Regions from separate parts of the Mus musculus genome. Here region 2 is linked to region 1. The links are chromatin contacts, called in public Hi-C maps. All regions are on one chromosome and are shown on one strand. Each heading gives the region's core, a stretch centred on a gene start, on an enhancer-like site or on the middle of the called end of the contact. The rest is flanking DNA. Distances are from core to core; before and after follow the strand shown.

Region 1 (7,908 bases), core at 2,259-4,758:
CCTCCTGTGTGTCACATGCTTCATGTGACGCATAGGGCATGAAACGTGTAGCTTGCATTCAAAACCGTTGTGTCCTGAACCTGAAAAGGAATTCCAAGGGCTTATGGTTTGAATAGCTAGCTCCAAGCCGATGACACTGTATTGGGAGGTTTGAGAGACTTGGGAGGTGGGGCCAGGTTGCAGGAGGTGGGGCCAGGTTGCAGGAGGTGGGCCACTGGAGACAGCCTCTGGTAATCATAGGGTCCCTGGTTATTTCTTGTCCCACTCTACTTCCTAGCCAGTCATGACGTGAATTCCTGGGCTATGGTGTCATCACCATGATGGACTGAACTTTCTGGAATCATGAACACACACATAAACACACACACACACACACACACACACACACACACACTTGTTTTTGTCAGATATTTTGATCACAGTAATGCAGAAGTCACTAAGAGTCAAACAACAAACAAAAGTCCAGCTCAGCAACGAGCATATCTCAGCACTTGTAAGTTGTGCTAAGCACAAAAGGCAACACCATTCATTCTTTCTCCTGCTCTGTCTTTCCGGTTGCTCAAGTCCAGATTTCCAGAAACATCTGGACTAGAAGGGTTGGCTCAAGTTGGTTATCAACAGTGAACAATTAAAAGTGGCCTTGGTGCTGGATGTGGTGTTGCTTTGAAGGTTGAAGCGGGTGGATCATGAGTTCAAGGTTAGCCTGAGCTACATATCAAGTTCCAGGAGAGTCTGAGCTGCACAGTGAGATCTTGTCTTGGAGAACCCTGGCTTAGGGTATTGATCAGTTGTCTGAGGTCTTATTTAGCCTGTGTACCTAGTGGGGTCAGTTTCCAGCACTGGGGTGAAAGTTAGCTTTAGAAAAGGGGAGGGGTGGGGGGATGTCTGCGATTGCAGGAAAATACTATTTTAGCTCTGAAGAGGGCAGTATGCAGCCAAGGCCAAACAGGAACTCTTGATTCCTATTTCATTCAAGGGCCTGAAGGCAGTACAGCCCCCAGGAGTCCAGGCAGCTTGAATTTCTGAGAGCTTATTTCTTGACAGACAAACACATCTTCACTCATGAAATAGGATTCTTGAGGTTTGAGCACAGTTACACGTTGCCTCTCTGAGGGACACACTGCAAACTGATACGAAGGTGGTTATGCAAGATGGATGGGAAAGTTCCCATTTGTCCTTCCCTCGGTTCTCGCTCTGCTCTCTCAGATCAACCTCTATGAAGCTAAACAATAGCACAGCCTTCCCAGATGGTGCCCGATGTTTGCAGAAGAAAGTGTTTCCTTTTTCCCTAAGGCTGTTAGCACAGAGGCTTCTGCTGCCCGAAGCAAAATATTCTCGAAAACATCCTTTGCACAGAAAGGAAATATTGGGAGTGGGGAATCTTAGCTCCTGGGCTGCATTTATCAAACCAATCACAGCAATTATAATTAGAACACAAACTAACTGAACACTAAGCATGAAATACATTTGCAGAAAACCCGAACTGCATGCAATTAAGTCCCGTGTGGTGGCATTTCGAGGTATGTCATTAATACATGAGGGGAGGGGTTGGAACAGATTCTCTCCTTAAATAACTTGTTCTGGTTGCATTAAAGACTTCAACTAGGGTCGGCAAGAAGAAATAAGGATGCATAGCACGGACTGCTACACGCAGAGCTGTAAGACAGATGTCAAAGGGTCACTCAATTGGCTACTTAAGACATCACTTTGTGACGCCCTGTGAAATATGTTCACTGGGCATCAATTCAACTCAGGTCTGTGTGAAAAGAAGGGGAGAGCTTTGGGGAAAGGAGAACTTTAATTCTTTGCCTCCATTTTGGGACTGCATTAAACTACAGTGTTAGAAATCTCCCTGTGGCTTCCCATTACTCAGAAAGATTCTTCTTTTAAAATATTTTATTTACTTATTCGTTTATTATGTGCTACAGGGTTGCTACACGTGCCACAAGCACCATGAAGATTAGAGGACAGCTTGCAGGAGTTGGTTCTCCCCCTTCCACCGTGCTGGTTCCAGGCATGAAAATCAGGTGGTCAGGCTTGGTGGCAAATATCTTTACCCGCGGAAACATCTCTGCAGCCCAGAAAGTCCATTCCTGTTAGTCTCCTCGCCTCACTGTGGTCTATCTTGACACTCCTAATGCTTATCTTTTTTATGTTTGTTTGTTTTTAACCTTGACCTACACCGTCTTTCCTTTGCCAGACTATGACTCTTTGAGGTCAAAGATTTCAACTCTTTATCCTGGGTCTCCAGCATCAACCATATGCCGCTTGGTCAAGCAGCAGAACGGGTGCTTGGCAAATGTTGAATGAAGAATGACCAAGTGCACAGGTAAATAACTAGCCAGGGAACAAAACACCCTTCTGCAGCCAGCTCAAAGCCACTCCAGATAATCCTTCTCTTTTTCTATTTCTCCCATATCAGAGTCAGCCGTTTCATTCCTGTGACGGCAACCCAGGACAGTCTTAGGGGAAAAAAAACCAGCTTTTCACAGAACACCTCTGGAGAGGCAATTCAGGTTTAAAGAGATCCACATGGCATGTAGTGGTGACTAGGTCAAGCACTATAGATCTTCTTAGAACACTTCTTTGACTAGAAGCCGAGTTTTTCCTGTGATAGTGTTTAGGAGAGTGGGTATCAGATGACAGACTTTAGACTGTGTATTCTGACATCTTTCCATATAAAATATGTTTTTTTTAAAGACTGTATATAGAGTTGTCATGTAACCTTCACCCTGTTCCCTCAGTGTGGAAAAGATCACAAGCGGGACCTAACAGTTGGTACAAGTGACATTCCTACTCCAGACTTAGTTTTAAATGCATGTGTGTGTGTTTGCATACTTTACAGTTCTGATAACAGCTCCTTGCTTTCCCCCACTCCCCCCTCCCCCCCCCCCCCCCACTCCGGAGAGCACCAGAGGAAGGGGCCCAGGCTGATCTATCCCAGCACAGGACTTGGCTCCTGATGGCACCTGTGTGGCTTATATTCTTCTCATGTGCAGAGCAGGTGACCGATTATCGTCCACATACTCACTTAAACTTGCAGTCAGCACGTGTGCAAGCTGCAGGAACAACATTTTAAGGCAGAAAAGCAGAGCATGAAGCATCTATTATTTTAGAGGCCAAAAGTTGGCCATTTTCCCCAATTGTGAATTGGCAAACCGGCTAATTGCTCCAAAGCGACCCTGGAATCGAGCTGTGATCGCCGGAAAGCGCAGCTTTTAGGACCCCATCTTTCACCCCTGGGCTGAGGAAGTGGGAAGACTTCGCAGGGGCCCAGGGCTCCTCCTGCTTTCTTTCACCCCCACTTTCACCCCTTTCTTCCTTGGGGCCGGACTGTTTCACCCCGTCTCCAGGCAACAGCCAGGCGCGCCAGGCGGGACGTCATTTCCTGAAGAGCCCGCGGGGGGACGGGGCGGGGAGGGGGAGGGGCGAGGGGGCGGGGCCAAGTCCCGGCTGGCGACGGCGGCGGCGTCGGAACTCGCTGGAAGACTCAGCCCAGAGCTGCTCAACAGTTCGCAAAGTCCGGGCTCCCGGCCGCGTGGCTCCGTGTGCGCCCGGGCGGCGTTGGGGCGCGGGGGCCCGGGCTGCTGCATGGTGGGCGGCCCGGGACATGCCCCGCACCCCCCGCCGGACGCCCGCGTGGCTCCTCTGGCTGCGACTGCTCCGGACTCTGAGCCTAGATTGACCGGCGCCCTAACTTCTTTCTGACTTTGGGGTCCCCCAGCCCTAGAGGAACGGGCATCTCGGCTGGGGGAGCCCCGGACATGGTGTGACGGGGCGGGCGGCGTGGCTGCGCCCCCCACTGCGGCCACGCACGGTCCCCGCGCCTTCCGGCATGTAGCTGCTGTTCTCGCTCCCCCCGGCCTCCAGCCGCAGTCTCCACGACCTCCGGCCTCCAGGCGCCAACTCTTTGTCCCCCCAGGATCCCGCCGCGGTCCTCAGGATTGCAGCCGCCGTCTCTTCGTCCTCCGAATTCCAGTTTCACCTGCCTTCGCGCCCCTGGGACACCAGCCGCTGTCCCTGCCACCTCCCCAGGATCCAGCCAGCGCTCTAGCTCACCTGCACCTCCCCAACCCACCCTGCAGCCGTCGTCTCCGCTCTCCGGGCCAGTCTAGACTGCAGCCGGTGACTCCGCGTCTACCCCAAACCCAGACTCCAGCCGTGACCTCCGCGCCCCGGGGAATCCAGCTGTCGCGCCTCTGGCCGCAGGTGCAGCTGCCGCCCCGCGCCGCGCGCCCCGAGTGCGGCCGGGCCTCGGCGGGGAGATGAACGCACAGCTGGACGGCCTGTCGGTGAGCTCGTCCTCCACCGGCTCGCTGGGCTCGGCGGCGGCGGCGGCGGGCGGCGGCGGGGGCGCGGGGTTGCGGCTGCTGTCTGCCAACGTGCGCCAGCTGCACCAAGCGCTCACGGCGCTGCTGAGCGAGCCCGAGCGGGAGCAGTTCACTCACTGCCTCAACGCGTACCACGCGCGCCGCAACGTCTTCGACCTGGTGCGCACCCTGCGCGTCCTGCTGGACAGCCCGGTCAAGCGGCGTCTGCTGCCCATGCTGCGTCTGGTCATCCCGCGCTCCGACCAGCTGCTCTTCGACCAGTACACGGCCGAGGGCCTCTACCTGCCAGCCACCACCCCCTACAGGCAGCCCGCCTGGGCCGCTCCCGACGGCGCGGGGCCCGGGGAGGTGCGACTCGTGAGCCTGCGGCGCGCCAAGGCCCACGAGGGCTTGGGCTTCAGCATCCGCGGGGGCTCGGAACACGGCGTGGGCATCTACGTGTCTCTAGTGGAGCCGGGCTCCCTGGCAGAGAAGGAAGGGTTGCGGGTCGGGGACCAGATTCTGCGCGTCAACGATAAATCTCTAGCCCGGGTGACCCACGCGGAGGCTGTCAAGGTAGGGCTGTGGTTTATGGGAGCGTTAGAGGACAGTACAGGCAGTTTAGTGCTCCCTCTTCGGTTGCCTGTGCTGCTATCTTTTATACCAAATCGCCTGACCTTTCTGGTCTTTGTTGTTGGTTTATTTTTGCCTCCCTGACCGGATTTTAAAAGAGGAACATTTAATTTGTGGCGCAGATCGGTGTTCTGAGCACGGAGGAAATGGTTATTCTTGCCTTAGGTGACCTAAAGGCTAAGGCACATACACAGTATAACATAAGCAAATGCCTGGTCATAAAATGTGAAAAGGGCTGTGGATCCTTACAAGTGTTAGAAAAGAGCCCCTGCTTGACATTGGGTAATTGATGCTCTCCCCCCTCCAGACCCCCCCCCACCCCCCCCATCTTTATTGCTGCTGTGCTGTTTTCTGGATCCTGTAGGCTTTTTGCCGCTGAAAGTTAGTTCTGCCCCACTGCTAGTAACCCAGGAGGAGGCTGGGTAACCACAGAGCTGGGGCTGATCCTTCTATTTGTGGACTAACCAGTGTATGCTGGAACAAGCCAGACCAGAGAACTGGCGCCTAACTTTGTTGCAAACTTGGCTTCTCCCTGACCATGAACCCAGAGTCCCATGAAACTGAGCACGGTTTTTCTTGGATCTGTCAATTGAGAAAAATAACCTCACCACAACCAGCTAGTAGGAATCTAATCCATCTGTCTGGAGGAGCATTCATGCTTGCTAATCTTATCACCCAGGGTGAGTGAATGCCAGCCAGTTGGAGTATGAGCTACAGTGTTTGGTCCGTGGGTGGATCCAAGGAGCTTTCTCTCATAAGTATTTAGCCTGAGCCCTACTGCTTATTAAACAAGAAGTGAGGAGTTTGAAGGAAAGGAACGGCAGCATCCATCCTGTACGGAGAAATGCTTGCTCCAGGTTTGGGTTGACCTGTGGTGTGAGCCCCTCTCACCCCATTCTCTGGTCTCCTGGTCCACCTCATCCAGATGTACCAAACAGGGCGCACTGGCTGCTGGGAAACTCCTAGGCAGCAAAAGTCCTGGGCTGCTTGCTGTGTGGTGTTCAGTGGCTCGTGGCCAGGCGAGTTGGGCTGAGTGCTTGTGTGTGCGCCTTGGATACCACCATCTGTCTCTGACACTGGCCTGTCTAGTTTGCTTCTCTACTCAGAGACCCCTTTTGGGAGGTCCCTGAGGTTTCTGAAAAATTCTCTCCCTTTCTGGAGAAAGCCTAATGGACTTTGATTATTCTGGGGACCAGCAGAGAAAGCTCTTTGTGGGCTTCACATTCTCCCATACCCCTCTCCAAACATCTTCTCCTCTTTATCTTACATCCCATATATCTAAGAAGAAATATTCCATTAGTGTTCTCCTAAGAGGTCCAAGTTCTCAAAATGATAAATTTATACTCTAAAGAGACTCGATCCAAATGTCATTTATAAACATGGATTCAAGCTTAGTGGCAATTTACAGAGCCTGCAGTCACTTAATCATAGCTAGGTGAGAGACTTTGAAAAGGCTACCTGGACATGAGTAACACAGGCCCGTTCTTCAGTTTACACCTCAGATCTGGCTGGAACATTCAGTTTCTGGCCTCAAAGAGGACACTGTCAGGACCGTGTGCCTCAACTTCCCTGAGCTGCTCCAGGGTGCTGCTGTGCTGTGTGCTCAAGGGAGCACCTAGCACCTAGCACCAACTCCTGCATCCTGCTTGCAGAGGGACACCTCCTCTCTCCTAGCATAGTTTAGGAAGCCTGCAATGAACACTTACCCTGAGGTTGAATGGGATAGGAACAGGAGCATCCTTGAACTGTGACATCTGCAACCCAGGAGCCTGTGTGAGCAGAGCTGACTCGCAAGTGCAGTGTGTTTCTGGCCCAGTGGAGCCCCTCTTGTAACCAGTGTCAGACACATGGTCTTAGGGCCCTTCAGAAGCATCAGGCAAAATGGGTGTTGTTTCATCCAAAACCCAGGTAATGAAGAGGACAGGATTTACAGTGATAACATAGGACAGCGGACACCTCTGCAGGGCTGTGTCATGTGCACATAAACACCTGGAGAACTGTTGACATAGTTGTACAAAATGTAGAAAGTCCCTTCTCTGAGATCCAGGAGACACAAGTGGCCATCACGTGGGAATTCTGTATGTGGGGTCAGCCACAAGCTGTGGGGCTCAGAGGGCTCCAAATGGTCCTAGCTGGGCTCCAGGCTTCTTTCAGTGTCCCTGAATATTCACAAGTATCTTGCTTCTGTCCCAGAACCCCCCTGTTTTATTTAGTAGAAGACACTTTTCAGTTTTAAAAAATCTGTATTTTTCGTTTATGATGCAGAAAGGAAGTTAAAGCTCAGAAGTCTCCCAGAAGAGAGATTAATTCTATGTATACATATACGACAGAACGAGAATCCAATTAAAATAAAGTCTAAGAATAAAAGTGTTGGAGCCCCTGGGCTTCAAAGAGGAACACAGCTTTTAAGAGAAGGGTCAAGTAAACAAAGTTTACTCAGCTTCTTTCCCTGGTAGATCTTACATCTATTGACATGCAAGGGATTTGCTGAGGATTTTATCCAGTGCCCACAGGGTTCCCGTTCCTCTCTTAAAGTCCAACTATCAAATCAGCAGCGCCAGGTCCTGACTAAGCAAATCACTTACTATGTAGAATTATGTTGAAATGTTTGGTTTTTGACAGAGAGAGAGAGAGAGAGAGAGAGAGAGAGAAAGAAAGGCTATTTGGAATGAATAAGATTTAAACTAGGAATTTAAAAGAAGAAAAGTATACCTTGCAAAGGTCTCCAGCCAGGAAGTTCATAGACTGCTTGCTGTATTAAGTTCTGCTGAACGCTTGCTATGTGTGACCTTGGACAAGTCTCTGATATCATCTGCTCTAGGCTGGATGAGTCTGGGGCTGTCCAAGGTCCTTCCCAGCGCTGGAAGTTCGTGATTTGCTTGAAATGTGCTACCCAGAAGGCAGGTAGACCGTCTGATCTGCTGCGCTCTTGTTCTTTTGGAATTGCCTTCAATTAAGGCAAGAG
Region 2 (7,908 bases), core at 3,507-6,006, 33 kb before region 1:
TATAATAAACTCTAGTAGTATATAAAAATTTCCTTAGTTGCGTGTCTCATTCCAGCATATTACTGAACCAAAAGGGGGAAGAGTTCACAGAAAAATTACCTGAATCCACAGACAACTGGGACAGACATGTAGGTAGCCTAGAGACCCAGGACTTGTGACTGACATCACATCCTAAATGAAGTGTTGTAGCACTCTGCCTTTAGTCTGTGGAGTCTCATAAGGATGAAGTCTTCAGATCCTTCCTGGTTTGTGACAGAGAACCACAGAGAGCTCTTCAAGTTTTAATCATAGGCCCCTCTAGGAGATCTAAAGCAGGCACATGGTTTGAGCCAGATCTCAGTAGCAGGTAAAATCTCCTTCCCCCCAAGGTGGGTATGGTAGTGCATTCTCAGCACTCAGGAGGCAGAGGCAGGCAGATCTCTAAGTTCAAGGCCAGCCTGATCTACAGAGTGAGTTCTAGGACAACCAGGGCTACACAGAGAAACCCTGTCTGGAAGGGGAAAAAATTCCCCTCCCCTTCTAGAAACAGAAGCATGACCTCCCCCCTCCCCCCTCCCTTCAGATGTATCAAGTCAGCCACATTAAAGGCACCATTGCTAAAAGTTTTCTTCTCTCCCACTTGGTTACTAAGTGGAAAGTTAGGCCTGACTAAACAGAAGTTCAATTGTAGAACTTTTCTAGACATGCCGGGTTGGCTCTCTAATTGTGTTTTGATCTTAGGGAGGAAACAGGTGGCCACCCTATGGAAGCATTGCACTGTCCCCAGTCCAAGTCACTCCCACACTCAGTCCTTTTCTGGGATCCCTTGGGGAAGATATGGATCAGTTCCTTCTTCTCTAGGTAAGGTGGTGGGGATAGATAGACATGCTTTGGAGGGACAGGATCAGAGCAGGGATCCCACTGGGATGTCCTGCTGCTTAGAAGGAAGGGGAGAAGACAGTCTACCACCGGCTTATGTGATAATCCCCCAGGGGCAGAAACCTTGGGTGAGTGTTCTAGCTTCTTTTCTTTTTCTGTTGTTTGTTCATTCGATACAGGATTTCTCCACATAGACCTCGATGACCTGGAACCAGCTGTGTAGATCAGGTTGACCTCAAATTCAAAGATCCACCTGCCTCCACCTCTCAAATGATGGGATGAAAGGTGTGTACCACCACACCCAGCATCCAGTTTTGTTGCTGTGATACAAAAATCCACTTAGAAGAGAAAGGGTTTACTTTAGCTCATGATTTCATGTTATAGTTCATTACTGAGGGGAAAGTCAGGATATCAGGAACTTGAGACAGTGAGTCATGTCACATCCACAATCTAGATTTAATAATTTTTTTTGTTTTGTTTTTTGTTTTTGAGACAGGGTTTCTCTGAAGAGCCCTGGCTGTCCTGGAACTCACTCTGTAGACCAGGCTGGCTTTGAACTCAGAAATCCGCCTGCCTCTGCCTCCCAAATGCTGGGATTAAAGGTGTGCGCCACCACCACCAGGCCGATTTAATACATTTAATAAATCTTTTTTAAAAAAAGAAAACTCCAAACACACACACACACACACACACACACACACACACACACACAGATAATCCCTAACAGATATGGCCACAGGTCAATGAATGTTGACAACTCCTCTAGGCTGTGTCAAGTTGACAAAACTACACATCTTGGTGAGACTTCACTATGTTCTAGAAACTAACATTAAACACTGTATTGTTCATTCACTCAAGTACATTTTATGTATCATTTAACAAATATGTACTGAGCACTGTCCCATGTTAAGCACTGGTCATTTTTATCTAATCCAGTCAAAGAAGAAGAGTAGATTTTTTTTTTTTTTTTGCCTGTCTCAAGGCTACCACCTCTTTGTGTATTCCCCAATATCTCCTTCCTTCAAGGACAATGAATTACACTTTCTTAAGATCTAATGGTGCATTGACTACATACCCCTTCCAGAAATCATTCCAACCTTCCTGTTCCTCCTTCTGCAGGGCTGGCTTTTCATTTTTTCCACTTGTCATCTCAAGGTCACAGGGTGGTCATAGTGGTTAGGTATCAACTACAGAGACAAAAGGGAAAGAATAAAAACAAAATCCCTACACTTTAACAACCAGGCCATGCTACCTGAAACAGGACACCCAGTGATGTATGATGGCATATGCAGACATCTGGAGCCATACTATGGTGCCTTACCACAATGCAGTTTTGAAAAAAAAAAATAGCAGGCTGTGAAATGTATAACTTCACAAGCCTGCAAGACAACTGCCTGCCTGCCTCCTGAATGATCTGCACAGATAGCAGAGGAGAAAAACCAAAGTACACTCCTCTTGACTGTGATAAAAGAGCTTCCACTCCTTTCGTTCATGTGGTCCCCTCTGTGAACCTGCCAGCTTCTGTCCTGCAGTGTACTTCAATAAACTTGCTCTGTGTGTCTGTGTTCTAGAAAATTCATCTACCACCTGTGTCGCCAGCCTTCTCTATGTTACTTCACAGGGTACCAACTTTCAGAACAATCTCCAGAAGAAGAAAGTCACAGCAAAATAACGTCTCCTTGGTAGGCTGTATCTTGTTTTGGAACTGAAAGTCTTAGGCTGGTTTCTGTTAGACCTCTTAGGCTAGGGACTAGAAACACCAAAGGGGTGTGGGATTGCAAGGCTTGTTTTAGACCCCCAATGACTCATGTTTAAGGCATAAAACAAGTAGTGTTAAGGGAGGGATGTAGCCCCCACAGCAAGGATGGATGGCTGTTTAATAACTATTGTGGCTATGGGGTTGGCCACGATTTACTATCCATCTTCTTTTGCTGGTGGGCTGTGCAGTATGTATGTGCCCTCTGATACCCAAACCTTTCTTGCAGACAGCCTAAATGGAGAAACCCTTTGGGATTTCTCTCTCCAAGAAGTGCATTCCACAAGGACTAAAAGCAACAACATGGAAGTTTTGGATTTTGGAGAACAAAAGGCAGAATATATATATTCTGCCATGCAAAGCAGGAGCCAGTGCCCTATAATGAACTGCATCCAGCTGGACTGAGCTCGTGACTCCGGGATCTCTCTTCCCACAGCCACAGGCTCCACTGACTCTATTTTTAAGAGACAAGTCCAAGGGGTGTTATTAGTCTCTGTCTTGAAGCACATCCTGGGGCAGAGAGGCCAGACTGGGCAAGGAGCCTCTCAACGTGACTCACCGTCACCCTCCCCTGAGTAATGGTCTGCGGGCTCCATCACTCACTCCTGCCAATCCATCAGACTGGACAGAGTTGGGCCTGAGCCAGCAGCTGAGTGAGGAAATGAAATGGAACCCTGTAGTAGGTATAGGCGATGAAAGGGTTGGGGGAGAAGAACAGGTGCCCACGAACTGGATTCACCTTACTCACCCAAGGGGAAGGAAAGATGGCTTATTGATAAAGATTGGGATCAATGAGCAATCAGTCAGTATTAAAATTCCCAACCTAGTGTGCATCTATAACTCTTGACGCCTATAAACCCCTGACAAAATTCACACTGGGTATTCATGGGTGGGGGAAAGCCCTGAGCACTGAAGACTTGCTGGTCACCTAGTCTAGCCAGTAGGTGTACTTCGGGGTCAGTAATAGACCCTGTCTCAAAAAAGTTAGGTGAGGAGCAATGCAATAAAGAAAGACACACAATCTCTAGCCTCCATATGAATGTGCATGTAGAGACACACAAATGCATAGGAGTGATATATATATCATTTATAATATATATAATATATAAATATATAATATATAAATATAATATATAAATATATAATATATAGTATATATATATAAAATATTTATAATATATATATCACTCCTCCGTAGGCAGCACATTCCTACTCATCTTCCCATTGAAGGCTAGTAACAGAAAACTCACTGGCAGTGGTGGAAGGCTGAGGAGCTACCCACAAGACAGCACCCCTGCCTAAAATCCAGAAGGTGCGAGAGATCCAGCCCAGGAGAGTCTCCAGCATTCAGCCTCCAAGGGTTGCCAAGAAAAGTGGTCTCATATAAGCCACTGCAAAAACCGGGTCCAGCAAGGGATCTTAGAAGCTTAATAGAGAGAAGCCGTGGGCAACAAACAGAAAGATCCTGAAGAGAAAGAAGGACTCTGGCTTCTGGACATTTCATGCTAGTAATTCTGCAACATGGCTGCCCTTCAGAGCTAGAGACCTCTGTAAAAACCCAAACTGCCTTTCCCAGACCTACGACTGAGTCTCACAAAGGATGAAGACTGGAATCTGGATATCCAAGAAACTCCAAAGGAAAGTCCAAAGACACAGATCTTGGAGATCCAAGTTGGAGCCAAACCAGTAAGCCCTTGATTTCCCCTTTTCCAGCAGGCCCCAGCCACAGTAAGATGCCAATTCTGGAGGCAGATTCAAATGGGAGTGAAAAACTGCTTTCCAAAATGAGAAATCTTTGGAAAACATGAGGTACAGACCGGCCCTCCCAGTGTCTCTCCTACTCCCAGATGTTTTTTGGTGCATTGGGCTCACAACATATGTTGCCAGCCTCCTCTGAAAGACGTTGTTTCTACAGTCAGGAGCCTATCAAGATCCTAAGTGAAATCATCGCATCATTAAGCTGGAGACAGACAATACCAAGAGCAGCACGCTCATCATTGTTGTGGGAAGCACTGAATGGGGGTTTGAATAAGCGCAGATTGGCTCACACTGTCATATGGATTCATTATCAGACTTGGCCAGCTCTACTCTGACATGTTGTTAGCACTCCAGCTTTCTGCAATTTACATTCCTAGATGGAGAAGGCCGGTGTCACCAGCAGGCAGAGAGAATATGGGGGAGGCAAGTGTTCAGATGAGGGCGGGGCAGTAGTTGCCTGGAAAAACAAGCATATTGGCTGGAGTTGTCTGCTGACAAAGGGAATCCCTGTGCTAGAAGATTCAAAGCAGAAAAGAAATTTACTAGAGCCATGGAAGAACCCAAATTTGTATCTGACTTATAATCAAAAGAATCTCCCAGGTTCTAGTCCTGTTTGTTTCACGGGGATGGGGCTTCTAGCCCAGACACACATCACAAGAGTAACCATCAATTACTTATAATTTTTGGTTGAGAGCCTAGCCCTAAACAGCTGAGCAATCTCTTTGGCCCACCAATTATAAAATAGGCAATGACCCAAATGTAGCCATTTAGTCACAGTTTGCCACTCCAGGTGATTGGTTCTGCTTAACCAGAGATACATGATCGGCTGATGACCCACTGGCTTAACCAATCCAGGGACAGAATTCTACTCTGCCCTGGCCGATCCTGCAAAACTCTCCTCCTGGGTGTCCCAGAACAGATATGCCGGCCATGCCTGGAGCTGAACTCTGAGCTTGGTCTGACTCCAGCCTTGAAGTTGCTGTGATGAAGGTGGCTGTCAGTGGGAGAATCCAAATGTAAGGAGAAGAAATGGTGGTAATTGTCAAGAGGTAGGGACCTCTTTCCACCTTAGCAGAGGAACAGTGCTTGCTCTCTCCCCTGCTCACCCCAATGATAGAGTTTTGTTTTTCCTAGATGGTTGTTTCTTTAATGTCTGTGTATGGGCCCTCAGGGCACCCCTGCAAGCCCTGTCATCTTCACACTTGCCGCTGTAGGCCTATGTTGCAGTGGGTATTTAGTCAGTCTTAATAGAAGGACACGGGAAGCAGAGATCTAAGTTCAAGAATCCTGAAGTTCGGTCTGGACTCTGTTCCAAACTTTCGTACAGTTTTGATTATTTTCTCTGGCACAGGCCACTTTCAAACAGGCTGTAAAGGTGGCTCCGTTGATAAAGCGTTGCCCGCACAAGTGTAACAACTTGAGTTTGATCAGGACCCATATAAAAGCCTGGTACGGTAACACTTGTGCGTATCATCCAAGAGCTGGAAAGACTAGAGCATCCCGGGGGGGTTGCTGGCCAGCCTAGATGAAAGGGTTAGCTCCAGGTACAGTGAGAGACCGTGCCTCAAAAGATAAGGTCGCTGGGTTGGGGAGATGGCTCAGTGGGTAAGAGCATTTTCTGTGAGGCTGTGAGGATCTGAGTTTGATCCCCAGCACCCATGTTAAAAAAACAAAATGCCATGCATGGCTGTGTGTGCCTGAAGCCCCAGCATCGGAGGACAGAGATAGGTAGAACATGGGAATGCATTGTGTAGCCAGCCTAGCCAAAAGATGGGGCTTTCTGTTTCAGTGACAGATCCTGTTTCAAGGAAATAAAGTAGACAGTGATAGGGATAGACACCCCGTGTCTGCCTTTGGCTTTTATGCACAAAGATACATACGACACACAGAAAATAAAATAAAGTGGAGAGTGATTGAGGCAGATAACCCATGTTGACATCTGGCTCCCCCCCCCACACACCCCACACACACACATGCACACACAAGAAGACTAGCCCATATTTCTTCGTCTGCCGGCTTTGTCTCAGATACTCTGCTCTGTCGTGCAGCACAGAAGCAGCAGGGCTGCATGAGTGGATGGGCATCATCACGTTCCAATAAAACTTTATTTATAAAACAGGTGATGCTCCAAATTGACCATGTAGCCATATCAGACCATAAGGTCTTTCCCAGCGACTGCCCCTTCAGTGTTGCGTGTCAGGGTTCAAAACACTCGGATTTCAGAACATCTCTACTGTGTAAGTGAGGGAGGTTTGTGAGTGGCGCTGCTTTCTCTTAGAGGACAGAGGCTTGGGCTTTGTCCGCTCCTGACACCAGTGCCAGGCACAGAGCCTGACATATAGTTCCAACAAGCCATCTGTAAATGTTTATCAGATGAATAGCCGCGTGCTGCTAACTTTTTAGATTATTTTGAATAACAGAATGGTAAGCCTTAGCCATCGAATATCATTCTATTATATGTATAAACAAGAGTTAATATACACTTATACCACAAAGATGTTTTATAAATCCGTAAGTAAAAATTGCATCTTGAGAGAAGAAAAGACCACCACACAACCAGAAAACAAAGAAGAATAAGTTCAGTTTGTTGATGAATTTGGGGGGAAAAATGGAAACATGGAAAATTAGACATTATGCAATTTCAGGCTTCATTTTAGCAATAACAAAGAGAAATGGTATTGCTGGGCTTTAATGAGACTGTGAGGGGACATTCTCATGCTGTGGGTGGCACGGCCCTGCTCTCTGGCACAGGGTGTTCCGAAACCTTCTCAGTGGGCCAGCTCTTCTAGCCAGCTGTACTATTTCTAGAATTTTTAATTCCCAAGAGTTAATCAGCAATGCACACACATCACACACAGCTCCCATTATATCCTCATTGTTTTCTGATTGATCTCTCTGCCTCTGAGAACAGAATAACATCACAGCCACAGGTACTATTGGCGTCTTATCACCTTCACCGGAGCAAGAGCACAAAACCAGCTAGTCTGATGATGGCTCGACTGTCGGCCATTGGCTTATGGAAGCACCACTCACGAATAAAAGTGCTTGTGATTTATAGTCACAAGTTCATCATCTGTTGTCCCATTTGGAAAAAAACAAAAAACAAAAAACCAGCGATTACTTGAAGTTCAGCCTGGGCTCAGAAGGGAGAGTATTTATTGAACATTTTCCAGGCTGGCATTAAAGGCATGCACCCCCGCTCCCCGCCCAGTGAGCATTTTCTATATGCCAAGAAGTTACAAGATCTAGTTTTCTCTCTTACCAAGTAGCTATGTTTCACTTATAGAAACACTAAGGTTTAACAGAGAAAAAACAACATGGAACACAAGTAGGTCTGCCTTGGGACAACGACCCATGAAAATTTTGACTGCAGCACATAGAAGGTTCTGAACAGCTCAGCACGCCAACGTGGTGTTGGCTGTTTAATCAAAAGAGATTTCATATGGTTATTATGCTTGCTCGTCATTAAACGGCTTTGAGTGGAAGGTTGTATGACACCCACGTTCGCTAGCCTCAGATCTTTCTCCAGGTACATA

Evidence for each region. Hi-C and Micro-C count contacts between places; a contact is called where the count stands out from the background.
Region 2: a contact with region 1 is called in a Hi-C map of cortical neurons, with 2.1 times the contacts expected there. The contact joins the enhancer-like site here to the promoter of Whrn in region 1. A contact is called at or near these places in 1 of 15 datasets of contacts at CTCF or cohesin (the NIH/3T3 cell line), 2 of 484 Hi-C or Micro-C datasets (Th1 cells and cortical neurons), 5 of 115 datasets of contacts at active chromatin or transcription factors (T-cell acute lymphoblastic leukemia, double positive thymocytes and embryonic stem cells) and 3 of 9 other capture datasets (adipose tissue, liver and pancreatic islet).

What each region holds. Positions count from the first base shown.
Region 1 is chr4:63,491,591-63,499,498 of GRCm38.p6, reverse strand. Whrn (whirlin) reads left to right here and starts at 3,508. Exons shown (of 12, transcript NM_028640.2): 1 at 3,508-4,886. The coding sequence starts at 4,266.
Region 2 is chr4:63,525,874-63,533,781 of GRCm38.p6, reverse strand. No RefSeq gene overlaps it. Among named protein-coding and RNA genes, the nearest start is that of Atp6v1g1, 15 kb to the left of the region's middle. Within about 2 kb of position 4,756, at least 29 of the 459 cell types and tissues checked have an H3K27ac peak or open chromatin away from gene starts, as enhancers often do. A contact at or near this core is called in the NIH/3T3 cell line and cortical neurons, where this site is marked.